Linked DNA regions of Mus musculus: all the other regions are linked to region 1. A link is a contact called in public HiChIP or PLAC-seq and promoter capture Hi-C data. All regions are on one chromosome and are shown on one strand. The core of a region is the stretch at or near the end of the contact, and the rest is flanking DNA. Distances in the headings are between cores, read along the strand shown. Region 1 holds the start of Tmem51 (transmembrane protein 51). Region 2 overlaps Prdm2 (PR domain containing 2, with ZNF domain). Region 3 overlaps Prdm2 (PR domain containing 2, with ZNF domain). Region 4 holds the start of Lrrc38 (leucine rich repeat containing 38). Region 5 overlaps Prdm2 (PR domain containing 2, with ZNF domain).

What was found. Promoter capture Hi-C pulls out the DNA fragments that hold promoters and counts their contacts. HiChIP or PLAC-seq counts read pairs in DNA pulled down with a chosen protein or histone mark.
Region 2: a promoter capture Hi-C map of liver shows a contact between it and region 1, with 3 times the contacts expected there. The contact joins the enhancer-like site here to the promoter of Tmem51 in region 1. A contact is called at or near these places in 4 of 39 promoter capture datasets (hippocampal neurons, liver and stem cell-derived epiblast-like cells) and 1 of 115 datasets of contacts at active chromatin or transcription factors (embryonic stem cells).
Region 3: an H3K27ac HiChIP or PLAC-seq map of large pre-B cells shows a contact between it and region 1, with 8 times the contacts expected there. The contact joins the enhancer-like site here to the promoter of Tmem51 in region 1. A contact is called at or near these places in 4 of 39 promoter capture datasets (hippocampal neurons, liver and stem cell-derived epiblast-like cells) and 4 of 115 datasets of contacts at active chromatin or transcription factors (astrocytes, fibro-adipogenic progenitors, large pre-B cells and 1 more).
Region 4: a promoter capture Hi-C map of hippocampal neurons shows a contact between it and region 1, with 5 times the contacts expected there. The contact joins the promoter of Lrrc38 here to the promoter of Tmem51 in region 1. A contact is called at or near these places in 4 of 39 promoter capture datasets (the 3T3-L1 cell line, the C10 cell line, hippocampal neurons and 1 more) and 3 of 115 datasets of contacts at active chromatin or transcription factors (embryonic stem cells, extraembryonic endoderm stem cells and neural tube).
Region 5: a contact with region 1 is called in a promoter capture Hi-C map of liver, with 2.8 times the contacts expected there. The contact joins the enhancer-like site here to the promoter of Tmem51 in region 1. A contact is called at or near these places in 5 of 39 promoter capture datasets (the 3T3-L1 cell line, the C10 cell line, embryonic stem cells and 2 more), 3 of 115 datasets of contacts at active chromatin or transcription factors (astrocytes, fibro-adipogenic progenitors and pro-B cells) and 1 of 9 other capture datasets (adipose tissue).

What each region holds. Positions count from the first base shown.
Region 1 is chr4:142,082,906-142,085,605 of GRCm38.p6, forward strand. Tmem51 (transmembrane protein 51) reads right to left here and starts at 1,399. Exons shown (of 3, transcript NM_145402.3): 1 at 1,157-1,399. It overlaps Tmem51os1 (Tmem51 opposite strand 1), which reads left to right and starts at 1,393. Exons shown (of 5, transcript NR_027137.1): 1 at 1,393-2,069.
Region 2 is chr4:143,189,491-143,192,190 of GRCm38.p6, forward strand. All of the region lies in intron 2 of Prdm2 (PR domain containing 2, with ZNF domain), which reads right to left. Among named protein-coding and RNA genes, the nearest start is that of Gm22039, 13 kb to the right of the region's middle. Within about 2 kb of position 1,346, at least 65 of the 459 cell types and tissues checked have an H3K27ac peak or open chromatin away from gene starts, as enhancers often do. A contact at or near this core is called in liver, where this site is marked.
Region 3 is chr4:143,170,366-143,173,065 of GRCm38.p6, forward strand. The region is part of intron 4 of Prdm2 (PR domain containing 2, with ZNF domain); the gene reads right to left. Among named protein-coding and RNA genes, the nearest start is that of Gm22039, 32 kb to the right of the region's middle. Within about 2 kb of position 1,411, at least 19 of the 459 cell types and tissues checked have an H3K27ac peak or open chromatin away from gene starts, as enhancers often do. A contact at or near this core is called in pro-B cells, where this site is marked.
Region 4 is chr4:143,348,397-143,351,096 of GRCm38.p6, forward strand. Lrrc38 (leucine rich repeat containing 38) reads left to right here and starts at 1,354. Exons shown (of 2, transcript NM_001162983.1): 1 at 1,354-2,415. The coding sequence starts at 1,773.
Region 5 is chr4:143,154,324-143,157,023 of GRCm38.p6, forward strand. The region is part of intron 6 of Prdm2 (PR domain containing 2, with ZNF domain); the gene reads right to left. Among named protein-coding and RNA genes, the nearest start is that of Mir7021, 20 kb to the left of the region's middle. Within about 2 kb of position 1,413, at least 25 of the 459 cell types and tissues checked have an H3K27ac peak or open chromatin away from gene starts, as enhancers often do. A contact at or near this core is called in liver, where this site is marked.

The DNA of each region.
Region 1 (2,700 bases), core at 149-2,648:
CCATCATCACACAGCCCTTGTCATATCTACCGCTGACTTCCTTGATTTCCCAATTAGACAGGGCTGGCTTTGGGTGATGCCCAATGACCAACAGAATGGCCACCAGTCTCTTTTTCTCTGCTCACCCTTTTCTTTCTGTCTGGGTTGGGGGAACCTTTGATCTGGTTCTGAGGGAGATATTTGGAAAGGAGTAACTCCCCCCAAGGACCTTTGAATGACAGGTCTCAGTGGGAAAGCTCTTGACCCTTCTCTTAAGAAGCCAACCTTCAAGTTTGCTTTCAAAACAAAAGCTAGAGGAACTAGAGGAAGCCCTGAAGTGGACAGGTGGGGATCCCTACCCCCCCCCCCCAAGCCTGCTTAACTCGCCTAGGTCCTGCCCCTTCACTCCACTCCTGACTTCATCTCTAAGTTTCCATATTGGCCAAGGACCTGGCTCAGGGTCACATATATCATCAGAGGAGAAACCCACCACCTTGCAGGGTCCCCCACTGACAGGTCTCCTGCTCCTACCTTGTGCGTGAGAAAAAAATTCTCAAAGTGGCCAAATCAAACTTGGCGTTCCCTCCTCAAATGCACCCACAACATTCATATCAATTACAAGCAAACTTACTATGTCGTCGGTATTTTGTTCTCCCCTGCACCCTGTAACTTAATTTACAGTCATTGGTCTGCGAATACTTAGCCTCAGCCTAGGGCTCCTCGGGCTCCTATAGTCACTCCTATTTTACAGGCGAAGAAACTAAGGACCCTGGAGGACCGCTGGCTCTCCACCCCTCGATTGCTTCTTAATCCGGTAACAGTCAGAAGGAAGTAAGAATACACAATGTCCACCCCTACATTACTAGGACAGAGGCTCCCACGGCCGGCTCAGTGCCCTATCCAAGTTCTTTCCTCTCAAAAGTGCCCAGGTGCTCTGTCCAGGCACAAGCGGATGGAACCTGTCCCCGCCAACAGGGGGCCCTCGAGGCCAAAGCCAGAGCGACGCGGGGAGGCGGGAGAACTCCACATCAGCCGGGTGCGGCTACAGAGGGTGCGGGGGGGGGGGGGGGGCGGAGTGGAGTCCCCTGAGGAACATGTCCGACATGATGCTCCCGGACGCACGGATACCCAACCCGGGCCCTACCGTGCTCTTTTCGGCGCGAGGACGCAGACTCACCCCGAAGGCAAAGGGCCACGCTTGGTCTCTGTCCGCAGGCCCGGGGCTGGGGGTTTCGCGACACCCCCACCCCAGGCAATCGCGGGCCGCGGAGCCGGAGCCGGGGAGCACAGCGTGGAGAGGGCGCGCAGCCCGGGGACCTCTGTGGCGATCAGCCAGCGCGGCCCAAAGCAGCGAGAGCAGGAGGGAGGGACCGAGGGCGCCCGCAGGAGGCACCGCCCACCTGCCCACCCTGCGCCCTACGCCACCAGGCGGGGACCCGGACCCTGGGGCGGAGCAGGCTGGAGGGCCTGGCCCTGCAACGCAGTGCAGGGTCCCGGACCTCCTACTCTGAGGCTGGGGAATGGCTGTCTACTGGGGCACTTGAGGGATAATGGGAGCTGGGAGTCCCTGTTCGGCGACCTCACCTGGCTGTAAACTCACCTTCTTGTGCGCGCAGGCCGCCGCTCCTGCGGCTCCAGGCAGCCAAGCCCAATGATGGGCGGAGGAGGGAAGGAGGAAGGAAGGGAAGTTTTCCCAGCCTCTCAGCTCACGCTTTCGGTCAGCTTCCCACTCTCTGGTGTCCCGGACGCCCTCCGGATCGCCACTTCGAGCCCTAGTCTAGCTCGGGAGTGTTCCCGTAAGGGGCGCGTTCCCAGCTTGGCAGAAAACTTTCCAGCGAATCACAGGCTGGCTTCTCCCTCCGCCTGGAGCCGGGGAGGGTGATCTGAACTGAGTGGCGCCTCACCTGGCTGGAAGTTTGCCTGGGAACCCCACGACTCCAGGCACAGATCTATGTGCCCTGCCAGCTCTGAATCTCGACCTGGGTGGCTTCGTGGGTGCGCAGCCAGCTCTTTGAAGTTCAAGGCTTGAGAAGTCCCTGGGCAGCCGGGTGTCAGAGGATTCGGCTGGGGTTAAAAGGCGCCTCCTACTGGTGTGTGTGTGTGTGTGTGTGTGTGTGTGTGTGTGTGAGAGAGAGAGAGAGAGAGAGAGAGAGAGAGAGAGAGAGAGAGAGAGATTGAAAGTCCGCTTTCTGGATAAACCGCACAGCTTGGCTGCAGCCAAGTTCACTTGGAATTCCTGGGTACATACTTCCCGAGCTGTATACTTCCGGAGTCCAATCACACTCTATACACTGCTACTTCTTATTTGCACTGATAGAAAGGGATTAATTGGGAAATGGCTTGTGATTTGGGAAGTGAAAAGGGCATTTTTGGAAACAGGTTCGGAGCGCAAGAGTAACTGCTAACATTTCACGTCCTTACTCTGAACCCGGCCTGGGTGACCCCACCCCCGCCCCGCCCCGCCTCGCCTCCTGAACATTCTCCCTCAACCTCTCCACCCGGCACAGCCCGGGCCTATAGTTTGCATTTCACCCTGACAGACTCGAGGCAGGTCATTCAGAGAGTCCCAGAGGTGGAAGCAAGGAATACTGGTACTTTTCCATGCCGGGATTCAGCTCTAGACCTGCCCCTACACCGCATCTAATCTAGCTGGGCAGGTCTGTCTCTTCCAAGCGGGGAGAGACCAAGGACTTAACAGCCAAAGCTGAGCTGAGAGGAAAA
Region 2 (2,700 bases), core at 96-2,595, 1.1 Mb after region 1:
ACACAGTGTCTATAGTATTAAAAAAGAAAGGAAAAGAAAACCCAAGTATGTTCATTTAACACCTCTTTGCAGCAAACACTAAACCGGGCTGGAGCTGGCTCTGGACGCCAGCGTCCCCAGCAGGAGGCTCGGAAGCATCTGTAGCTCCAGCTGCAAGGCCTCCAGGGCATCTACATACAGACACATGCACACACATACAAACAATATTTTTTTTTTTTGAGACAGGGTTTCTCTGTATAGCCCTGGCAGTCCTGGAACTCACTTTGTAGACCAGGCTGGCCTCGAACTCAGAGATCCACCTGCCACTGCCTCCCGAGTGCTGGGATTAAAGGCGTGCGCCACCATGCCTGGCTACAATAAATATTTTTAAACGTATGAAACTAAGATAGAGTTTTAAATACTTTCTATTTACAGATAGAAAGGCCAACTTACAAACACATGAAAATCTAGCTAACCTCATAATTAATAATCCTAAATATTTATTAATCATTAAAGCAAAATGAACCTTTAAGTCATCAGACTTAAAGAACAGGAATATCAGTATAACAGAACAGAATGTATCATTTTAATTAATATTTATTAACACAATTCAAACATTCCTATACTCAGAACTGTCCCAAACTCCCCCATCCCTCAAGCAAACTCTCCTCCGATCTTTAACAAGGCCCATGAAACTGACCTTGTACCTCTTTGCCTGGCTTCATGTGGCCTCAGGACCAGCCTCTCCTTCCCTACCACAGCCCCTCTCTTCACACTCTCTGCCAGCTGACAGCTGCTACTGGTAAAATGGCTATTATAGAAGGTTGCATTCACTATTTCACATAAGCAATATGGATTAATGGCTCTGATTTTTAAAAATATAAGGACTGGGTATGGTGGTACACATCTTTAATCCCACCACTTGGGAGGCAGAGGCAGAGGGATCTCTGTGAGTTCAAGACTGGTCTGGTCTATATAGTAAGTTCTAGGACAACCAATGCTATGTAGAGAAACTTTTTGCCAAAATTAAAAAATAATAAATAAATAAACACCCAGAAAACAAACATATATACGAATATTCATACATAATAAGCAAATTTTACTGGCTTTTCATGAGAAGAAATATAAATAAGCAAATCCACGTCTATACTTTACCCATTTGCAATAAAATATAATGAAGCACGGCCCTGCCCTTTGCACACTGTGTTTCTTTCAGTCTGCCCATTACTTCCTTTCCTGTATTGTTGTGCACCTGGATTCTGGCTGTGTCCCACCTTGGTTCTGAGATCAGTGGCTGTGTAACACAGAGCACTTCCTCTAGCCCTCCCTGCCACTCCTCCTCACAGGGACTCGCTGCTTCACAGCACTTTCACTATCCTCTGGAACCAGCCTTGCCTGCTTTTCTGAGCATCAAGACTGCAGAGCCTCATCCACGTGGTTCTCTGCAGTGTCCATGACATGCTGGGAGGGGTTCTGTGCATGGGAACAAATAAACACCCAGGACAGCAGAGCTACGAGAACTGCAGATGGATTACAACGGTGCTCACAAGCTTCTTTCCTTGTTTTACTGGTCTTTAAAACTAGCACAGAAAGCAAAACTCCCCTGCTACTGGTTAATGGCAGTAGTAACACAGGCCACTGCTTAGAACAGAGAGCTGTTGTGACTATAGTTCCTATACTGCCAGAAAAGATTCCAGGGGGGGAAACTATGTAACTCAGGAAATTAGTAATAAAGGTAGTCCCAGGAAATCCTCATAGCTGTCCTCAAATACTTTGGTTTTTCTCTGCTACCAGATGGGATCACACCCCACCACCACATTAATTTTAAATGACATATGCCAACGTGAGTGTGGCCAATTAATGTCACATACCAAAAGTCCACGATCCCTTGTTCCTGTGTAACTACAATAGGACAGCACCACGACAATCCAGAGTGTGCAGCAAAGACCAGGGAATAAGCTGGGGCTGTGTTAAGCCACTGAGCTGGGCAGCTGTTTGCCACTTCTGCAAACCTGAGTATACCTGGGCTGCTACAGTGAGAGGCTTTATACATCTGACTGCTGCTGACTGCAAAGCTCCTTTTTTCACTCTGGAATGACCATCTCTTGGTCCTAAAGTCTTCCATCACAAAGTGGGAATTCTAATGCCTGCATTTCATAGGTTGTTTTTATAAGAGGAGAATATATATACTTAACAAAGAGCTTGGCAACTGTGCTAAGAACTCAACAGATACAAAATGGAATTAAACTGTAGCATATCTAAGCTAGGCTACTTTGAGCCTATTTACATTGTGCCACTAAATAACCTAGGAAACAGGAAAATATCACAGAGATGATCTCTAATTCACAATAGTCTAAGATACAAAAGAAAAAAGTTGTAATTGCGTTGGCTTTACCTTGAGTTTAGTAGGATGTAATCACATTGTAAGTCTAGGAGCAACTGTATTGGGTTAGTGTGGAATAGTAGTGAGGAAACAAAGGATAGCTATGACCTAAAAACAGAAAATACAACATGAGGGCAAAGGTGACTCCGACTGCCAGCTAGGCACGGCAGTGAGGAGGAACAAGGACTCACCTGCATAGCAAACTATGCTCCCTCTTGGGAGGAGAGAGACAGCAAGTGAGTGGGTACTGAGTGACAAACAGGGGAGAGAAGGAAAAACAAAGAACTCATGTTCTGGGGGTGTATGGAGCCCCAGAAATGGCTGCAGAGGGAGAGCCT
Region 3 (2,700 bases), core at 161-2,660, 1.1 Mb after region 1:
GGCTTGGTTTCCCCTCCCACCTCCCGCCACCATATGAGGGACTGAAGGCCACTTGCTTGATCTACAAATGTTCCCTGGGCATGGAAATAAGTAACCACTACATTCTCTCAAGTGTGACTTAACAACATGCCTTCTAAGATACTCTATTGGTCCAATCCAGGTCTGTACTGCTGAGGACACAGTTCAGTGGTCTCTTTCTGGCATGATTTACAGAGATGTCAGAAAATGGACACACGTGAATCAATCATGTAGGTGATAACTGTTTTCTAAACTTCACTGTCCCTTAACACCTACTCCATCCAGCATATGTGTTAGAACTAAGGTTCAGCAAACATCTTTGCAAAGTTCTAGGATGCAGAAAAAAACAAAAGAACAAAAACAAAACCAGAAAAGCCAGGACACGGGAACATTCATGCTTGTTCAACTCCTCCTCTGAGATGCTGCCAACAAACTCATAGCTGGTCATGCCTTCATTTGAAAGAACATGAACTCTGCAAGTAGTCTGAAGTTTACTCCCTCTTTCTCACTGAACGGATGAGGCAGTAATTCTTCTTCAAGCAGAGCATAAATGTCCCACAACTTAATTTTAATTCTATGAATAATGCAGTCATTTTAAAATATGTGCATACAGATACGTTTATACCCCAAAACCAGACTGCAAAACACCTAAGTAAATTGAACCAGAACTACAAATAGGCATTCTTTTTAGGAAGAAAGGACTCTCTCTCTCACACACACACACACACACACACACACACACACACACACACACACACACACACACACACACACACACACCTTGACTCCTACCATTTACTCCTTCTTTTCTCTCCCACCACCTTCATCACTGTCATTAGGTGACTTTCCCTTAGAACAAAGGTCCTGCTCTCAGCTGATGGCTAGGATGCTGACTTCCTGAGCAAGTCTGGGTCCCTGAGGTTTCTTCTCTTCCCACCAGCAACCAAGCCTCCCTCAGCTCTTACAGGAGTAGACAGACAGACAGACAGACAGACACAGACACACACACACCGAGTCTGTCTCTCTCCCTCTCTCCCCCTCCCTCTCTCTCCAAATCAAAGGACCCCCTCAAATGGTATGTTTGAAGCCATTGCAAACTTCAATGTTAAACATAGTACACAAAATGACAAAAGCTGCTTTCCAGTGTTTAAGAGCTCTGATTGTCCCGTTTGCTGAAAGTGGAGTGAAGGACAGACACATGAAGGTTGTAATCAAGCCTCTGGTTAGCTCACTGACTCACACAGGTATTAGTATTACTTTGCCCCTGGCCTCAGAGATAGTCTTTTTCTTTCTTTTAATTTTAATGTATATTGGCAGACACCAGGGTCTCACTGGATCACCCCCCACACAGTAGCAGTGCTGACAGGTATCAATGGGACTACAGAGAGAGCAGTAGGAAGCCAGGAAACCCACGGAATAGAAGGCAAAGGTGGCACCTTGACTACACGTCTGCTGTAACAACATCTGCTAGAACTTCCTGGCTCTTAAGTCAAAACAAATCGTTGCAAAAATAACAATGTTCCAGTTGAGTAAACTCTTTATTTATGCATATTTCATTGTAACTCAATGGAAAGTGAGGAATCTTCTAAGGCACAATGATGTATATAAAGAAAAAAGTCCCATAGAAGATGAATATGTCAGGGGATTTAAGAGAGATGTGTTTGCATTTGGGGGGCATGTTTCAGTTTCTGTTTTGTTTTCTGAGAAAGGATCTCACTCTGTAGTGTGCCCATCCATACACACACGAAATCACACAATGCTGACTATGTAAAACCACTCATTGATAAAAATGATCTATTTATTTTTACCTAAAATGTAAGAATATAGAAGAATATATGAAGAGAAAATAATTTAAAACTAAATAACAGTTTTCTCTGAGAAAATGAAATAATTCAGTCATTTTTTTCTTTTGCTTATGTTAACTTTCTGCCTTTCCTCCACTGGAATACCATTACACTGAGGTGGGGTGGGGGAAAAGGCAGTGCTATCCTGAAGGTCTACATCTACATGATGTCTGCTGGATGCCCAGGGAAACCACAACATGGTTTTCCTGTTGCTCTACACTTTAAAACAACAACAAAATAAAAAACAAAAACAAAAACAGCAGCAGCAGCAGCAATGACAGCAACAAAAAACAGCTGGGCTTGGTGGTGCACACCTTTAATACCAGCACTCAGCATTTGGGAGGTGGAGGCAGGCAGATCTCTGTGAATTGAAAGCCAGCCTGGGCTACATAATATGTTCCAGACCAGCCAGAGCTACATAGACCATGTCTTTAAAAAATTAAAATTAAAAAGTTAACCCCTCCAGACCCTATGAAATGCTATTAGTCCCTTTTGAAAATGAGGAAGCATAGCAGATGGGCAATTTAGGAGAATAAACAAGCCACTGAAAATCACAGCCAAGACTCAAACTTGATCCTCTCATTTATTCCTTACACCAAAATGAAACAGATAAGCAGGCAGAGAGCAGGGAAGGGGAGCCCTTACGAACACTCCTAAATCCTTCTTCTGATGGTTAGGGTGTAACTCATAGTAAAGTGTTTGTTCAGCGGCTGACCCATGTCACCTCCAGAAGCACTGAACAAAAGGACAGACCTTTCTCCCCAACTCCTGATACCTTCAGGTTAGGGTTGAGGAAACCCTACTCCGCTGGGCGTGGTGGCGCATGCCTTTAATCCCA
Region 4 (2,700 bases), core at 104-2,603, 1.3 Mb after region 1:
CTCTGCCAGCCCAGAACAGAACCTGAGGCTGAAAGAGAGCAAGAATATTCTTTTCAGGATGCTTTTGCAGAGTTTAGAGTGGTGGCACATGCTCTTTCTGGCTGCCTTCTTGCATCCTTAACAACATCAATGTAGCTAAGGTACTTTCACCCACCCTAGTCCTTTCTTACCCTATACTGCCTCTTCAAAAGGCAGAGCCCCGGAAACTGGGAATTGCAAGACATTCTGTTGACCTGGTGAGAATCGGAACACAAGACAGGGGCTGTAGGTCTAGCTTGGTGGCCAGGGTGTGTGCAAGGGAAGAGCGATTGAGGGGGCCCAACACCCAGCCCCTCCTGGAACTCATGCAAGTTCTTGGGCCTTTGGCTCTGTCCCAAAGGCTCAACTGCCTGATCCCTGGCTCAGAGGCACCAACTGGCTTCCAAACTGGAAAAAGAGGTCATCCAACTCCCTTCCAAACTGGGAAAAAAAATACCCAGACTTAGCTCTGAGGCTTCGGAATAGCTGGCTCCACCAATCCCCAGCAGTGCCAGGGGATGGGGCAGGGTCAATGGGGGCCAGTAACTGACAGCTGTTCCGTGGGTTATTTTGGGCCAGGGGCTGAGCTTCTCGGTTCCAGGGTGTTAGGATTAAAATAGCCACCTGCAGGGCGATTTGCCTGTAGCAGTGTAGGGGCTTTTCCAAAAAGCAAACATTCAAAGCCCGGCAGAGGAGTAGAATACGGGGTTGGTTTGAGGAATGGCAGGGAAGGAATTCTATCACTGTCTAAGACCAACCTCACCTCTGAGGAGCTGGGCTCTAAGCGTTGGCATCTCTCTGACCAGATCACTTTCCTGGGCCATCAAAATGAAGGGTTGATGGGGAAAGAAGGGTTGGTAACTCCTAAACACAGCTTCTGGCCTTCTTCAGTCCTCAAAGGGAGCGGTGAGATGTCCCCACCCTTGCCTTTTCACAGATGGTTCCACAGGAGTTCAGGGGGCGCTTGGAGGCTCTGGTTGCAGGTCACCAAACTGCCCCAGTACCTCTTGCTTTGGCCTTGCTCAGAGCTACAGAAGATTCGTGTTGGGAGGATAATCAGTTCTATCTCCAAGCTCAGGACCAGCATGGAAAACGCTGACTGGCCCTGGCTATCCTTCCAGTCACAGCGGGACCTTGGCAGCCACCCGCCTAGCTCACACCCTCCTCCTGCAGGAGGTGGGGCAAAAGCAGGTGGGAGGAGGGGGTCGAAGGGGAAGCCCAACCATCCTGGAGCCTAGCCAAAGCTCAACTTCGCAGCCCCAGGCGGGGACTTGACAGCCTGCGGGCTTTGTTCAGGACTTCGAGTTAGAGTGACCTGGGACCCTTTGGCAGAGATGAGGGTGGCGCTCTGGGCGCATGCCCCAGACACGCCCCATGGAAATCGCTCCAGGGATCCGTCACTGAACTTAGTCTTGAGCACCGCTGGCCAGGTCTGTGCGACAGGTCCCACTTCCCCGCCCGAGTGGGGTCGCTCTGGGCTCCCTCCACGATCTCCACCTGTGCTTTTGAATGTTCCAGAGGGTCAGTTTCCTGTGCGGGTAAATTCTGCGCCCAGCACCTCTCATCTTCCTCCTCCCTCCCCGCCTCCCGGACACCCCGGGTCGCTCTGTCCCCGCCGCACTCTCATCGCCCCCGCGCGCCCCGGCGCAGCCTCCCCGCCCTGCGCCGCTGCCCTGGGGCTCTCGGCGCCCCGGAGCCAGGGCCCCGCTGCGTCCTCCTTGCTGCGAGCTGAGTCCTCCGGAGTCCCCCGGGCCATGAGTCTCTGCGTTGCCCCCCGCCACCCCACGGGCGCTGCTGCGGCGCTGGGGCTCGGTAGCCTCTTGGTGCTGCTCGGGCCGGGACGCGCGTGCCCCGCGGGCTGTGCTTGCACCGACCCCCATACCGTGGACTGTCGCGATCGCGGGCTGCCCAGCGTGCCCGATCCCTTCCCCCTGGACGTGCGCAAGCTGCTAGTGGCCGGCAACCGCATCCAGCAGATCCCCGAGGACTTCTTCATCTTCCATGGAGATCTGGTGTATCTGGATTTCAGGAACAACTCGCTGCGCTCGCTGGAGGAGGGCACGTTCAGCGGCTCGGGCAAGCTGGCCTTTCTGGACCTGAGCTACAACAACCTCACCCAGCTGGGGGCCGGCGCCTTCCGCTCGGCGGGGAGGCTGGTCAAGCTGAGCCTGGCCAACAACCATCTGGCCGGTGTACATGAGGCTGCCTTCGAGAGCCTGGAGTCCTTGCAGGTGCTGGAACTCAACGACAACAACCTGCGCAGCCTCAACGTGGCGGCTTTGGATGCGCTGCCGGCACTGCGCACTGTGCGCCTGGACGGGAACCCCTGGCTGTGTGACTGTGACTTCGCTCACCTCTTCTCCTGGATTCAGGAGAACACATCCAAATTGCCCAAAGGTGAGCCAGAGGGTGGCTGGAAGCCAAGGCTGGGTCTGGTAGGGAACGCTGGAGGAATCCAGCACGGTCAGGATGTGTGAGGCCTCGTTTTGGGGCTCACCAGAAAGTCCCCTGAACGAGGACCCCTGTGGTGTAACTCCATAAGACCAGCTGTCTGAAAGTCTGAGATGTGTTGGCAACGAGTGTTAAAAGAACACACCCGGAACTCTCTCAAGTTTCTCTTTCTTCACTTATTACCCACCTTTTCTCCATCATCATGGTCCACATCCTCTCTGGGAGCTTTTA
Region 5 (2,700 bases), core at 163-2,662, 1.1 Mb after region 1:
AACTGAACAGTCTCAGCCGGAGTTCCCAGATTCACGTTTATCACATTGTATTATTTAAGCAAGAAAAAGATAAAGACTCTACAGTGGGCCAAGTCAGGATGTAATGATGTAGTCAGTACCCCAGCAGCATGGTAAAGTACTTCAGCATGTCTAAGCCTAGATCTGAGTCCAAGGTCCGGTGCTCCAAACAAACAAAACACTATGCACACAGACATAAGCATATAATGAATTAAAAACAATTTCTCATTAGCAGTGTACACTGTGATCACAGCAAATGGGAAACTTATAAATTAAGTTGTTCATTCTTTTGAGTATCCAAAAGTAAACAGTTTACAAAATACTTGCAGCTTACTTCTGCAGACACGTTTGCTGATGTGGGATTTGTTGACTACTTTGTATTGTCTCGGCCCTGTCTACTTCCTGGCCCGCTTTACTCTTACTGATTAGTTCAAGGAAGAGGTGCTGATGCGCGCAGTCTCCTCCTCTGCAGCACACTGAGGCCTTGTCACTGCCGCACTGGTTCATGAACTTTAAGGTTTCCTTAGGCCAAACATTAAGGACCCTGAACAGGATCTAATATAAAAATTAAATCTAGAAACTGATTTAGTGGAGTTCTAATTCATTTTGTGGCTGTAGTAGAAGGAAGTAATGATGGTTGCTTCTTTCCTTCCCTGCCTTAGGATGTAGGTAAGTGTTCTGGTTTTTCTGTTTGTTTTGTCAGATTATTAATTTGTGAAGGGTAGTGTCTCGTGGTTCATTTTGGCTTTTTGGAACACAAATGCACTATTTTGAAGTGGCATCTCCAAAGGTTTGGTTTGCTGACGAAGCTGGTCCCGTCCTAGCTGCCTGACTCATTCTGTAGGAAAGGCAGGAGAGTGGACTTGTTAGGAACAGTTTCCCCAGTCTGGACCCAGGCACAGCACCCCTTCTTCCTCTTTATTTTCTCTCTTATTGCCTTCCTCTTAATGGACTTCTCACGCAGTCCAGACTGGATTGTAAATTTCTGATCTGCCTCCACCTCCTAAGTGCTTGGACAATAGGCATGTGCTGTTAGGCCTGGCTGAACTAACTGCAAAGGTAACTGAGTTTTCTTAAGGAGTGCTGGAGTTCATTTCTTCATTGTGCTTATCCTACAGTACATTTTGTTTTTGAAGATGATCTCCCTATGTGGTTCCTGCTAGCCTAGAACTCCAGGACAGCCAGGGCTACACAGAGCGGGAGAGGGAGGATGGGGGGCACAAGTGCTTTCAGTATCTTTTTCACTTAGAGGAAGCTCTTGCTTCTGTACTGTAATATAAGCTCCCCTAAACTATTAATGCTACTAAAGACCAAACTCCAGATCTCTCTGGCAGCATGTAATACACATAGGGAATCCAAACTACACAGCTCCAGGCTGTTAACCTGGACTGCAGCTTTCAGCTCTGCATGCAGCCTTCACTCAAAGTGCCCATCAACAGTCAATCCCCAGTTAACCAACCAAGCTTTCCATCCAATCAATTCCTAGTTAATTTTTATTTATTCATTCATTTGTTTACTAAGACATGGTCTCTCTATGTAGCCCTGGCTGTCCTAGATAGAACTCTCTTTATAGACCAGGTTGGCCTCAAACTCAGAGATGTAAACTCAGTCTCTGTCTCCCAGATACTGGGATTAAAGACATGCACTACTACACCTGGCTCCTGCTTTCGTTAGAGGCAACTTCAAATATGAAACTACACCCTCCTCTGTTAGGTTCCACGCTCAGGAACACCAAGTTCCCGTATCTAAACACCATCTGTGAACTGGAATACGAAACTGCCTAGGGGAGAGAAGCACAGCTAGTTTTAAACCAATTTAAAAATCAGTTATTTAAGCAAAGAACCTGGTGTTCATATATTTAAGGAAACAACAAAATTGAGGGTTTTAACATACAAGTTATAGTCAGATTAAAAAAACTAAACTAATTTGAACTCATTATAAGGGTCTTCTAGAAAATGCAATTATAATCAAACTTTTTTTTCTGGTTTAGACAAGTCATAGCTTCCAATTCCCTTTTAGACAGAATACACGGCAGCACATGTCAAGAGTTCCTAACACACTCCATCAGATGTCTCAAATAGTTTTTTTATATTAGGATTCTAGGCTGGCAAGTGAGATGGCTCAGCAGACAAAGAAAGGTACTTGTTCCCAAGCCTGACAAACTGAGTTTAATTCCCAGAACCCACATTGTTATGATCTTTACCCTACTCTGCCTCTGGCCATGTGCACAGGCACAGACACAAGCACACAAACATAAAGAAATGTTTGTGAAGAACATTTTATAAAATTCTGGCTAATCCACACAATTTTTCTGTGAACAAGGCTACACATAATTAAGAATCAAAGGCACAGAAACAGTTTCCAACATTTAGCCCAAATCTGGAGCCCCTCAGTGATGGCTCAAGTAAACAGAAAAAGTAACACAAGTTTTCTCCCTCCTGGTGAAAAGCTTAACTGAAACCATCCTGAGCATAGACACAGCCCACAGCAGGAAAGGTGGGCAGGACATGCACTGCTCGATGAAGGCATCTCTCAGATGGATGGCAGCTAGGGCTTCAGGAGACACCGCTGTTAAGACTCACTATACACTTTGCCTGCCACACAGCCTGACTTAACAAGTCTGAGGCCACAAGCACAGGAACACATTGCGTCTGGCTCCACACCTGTCAAGAGGTGAGGGCC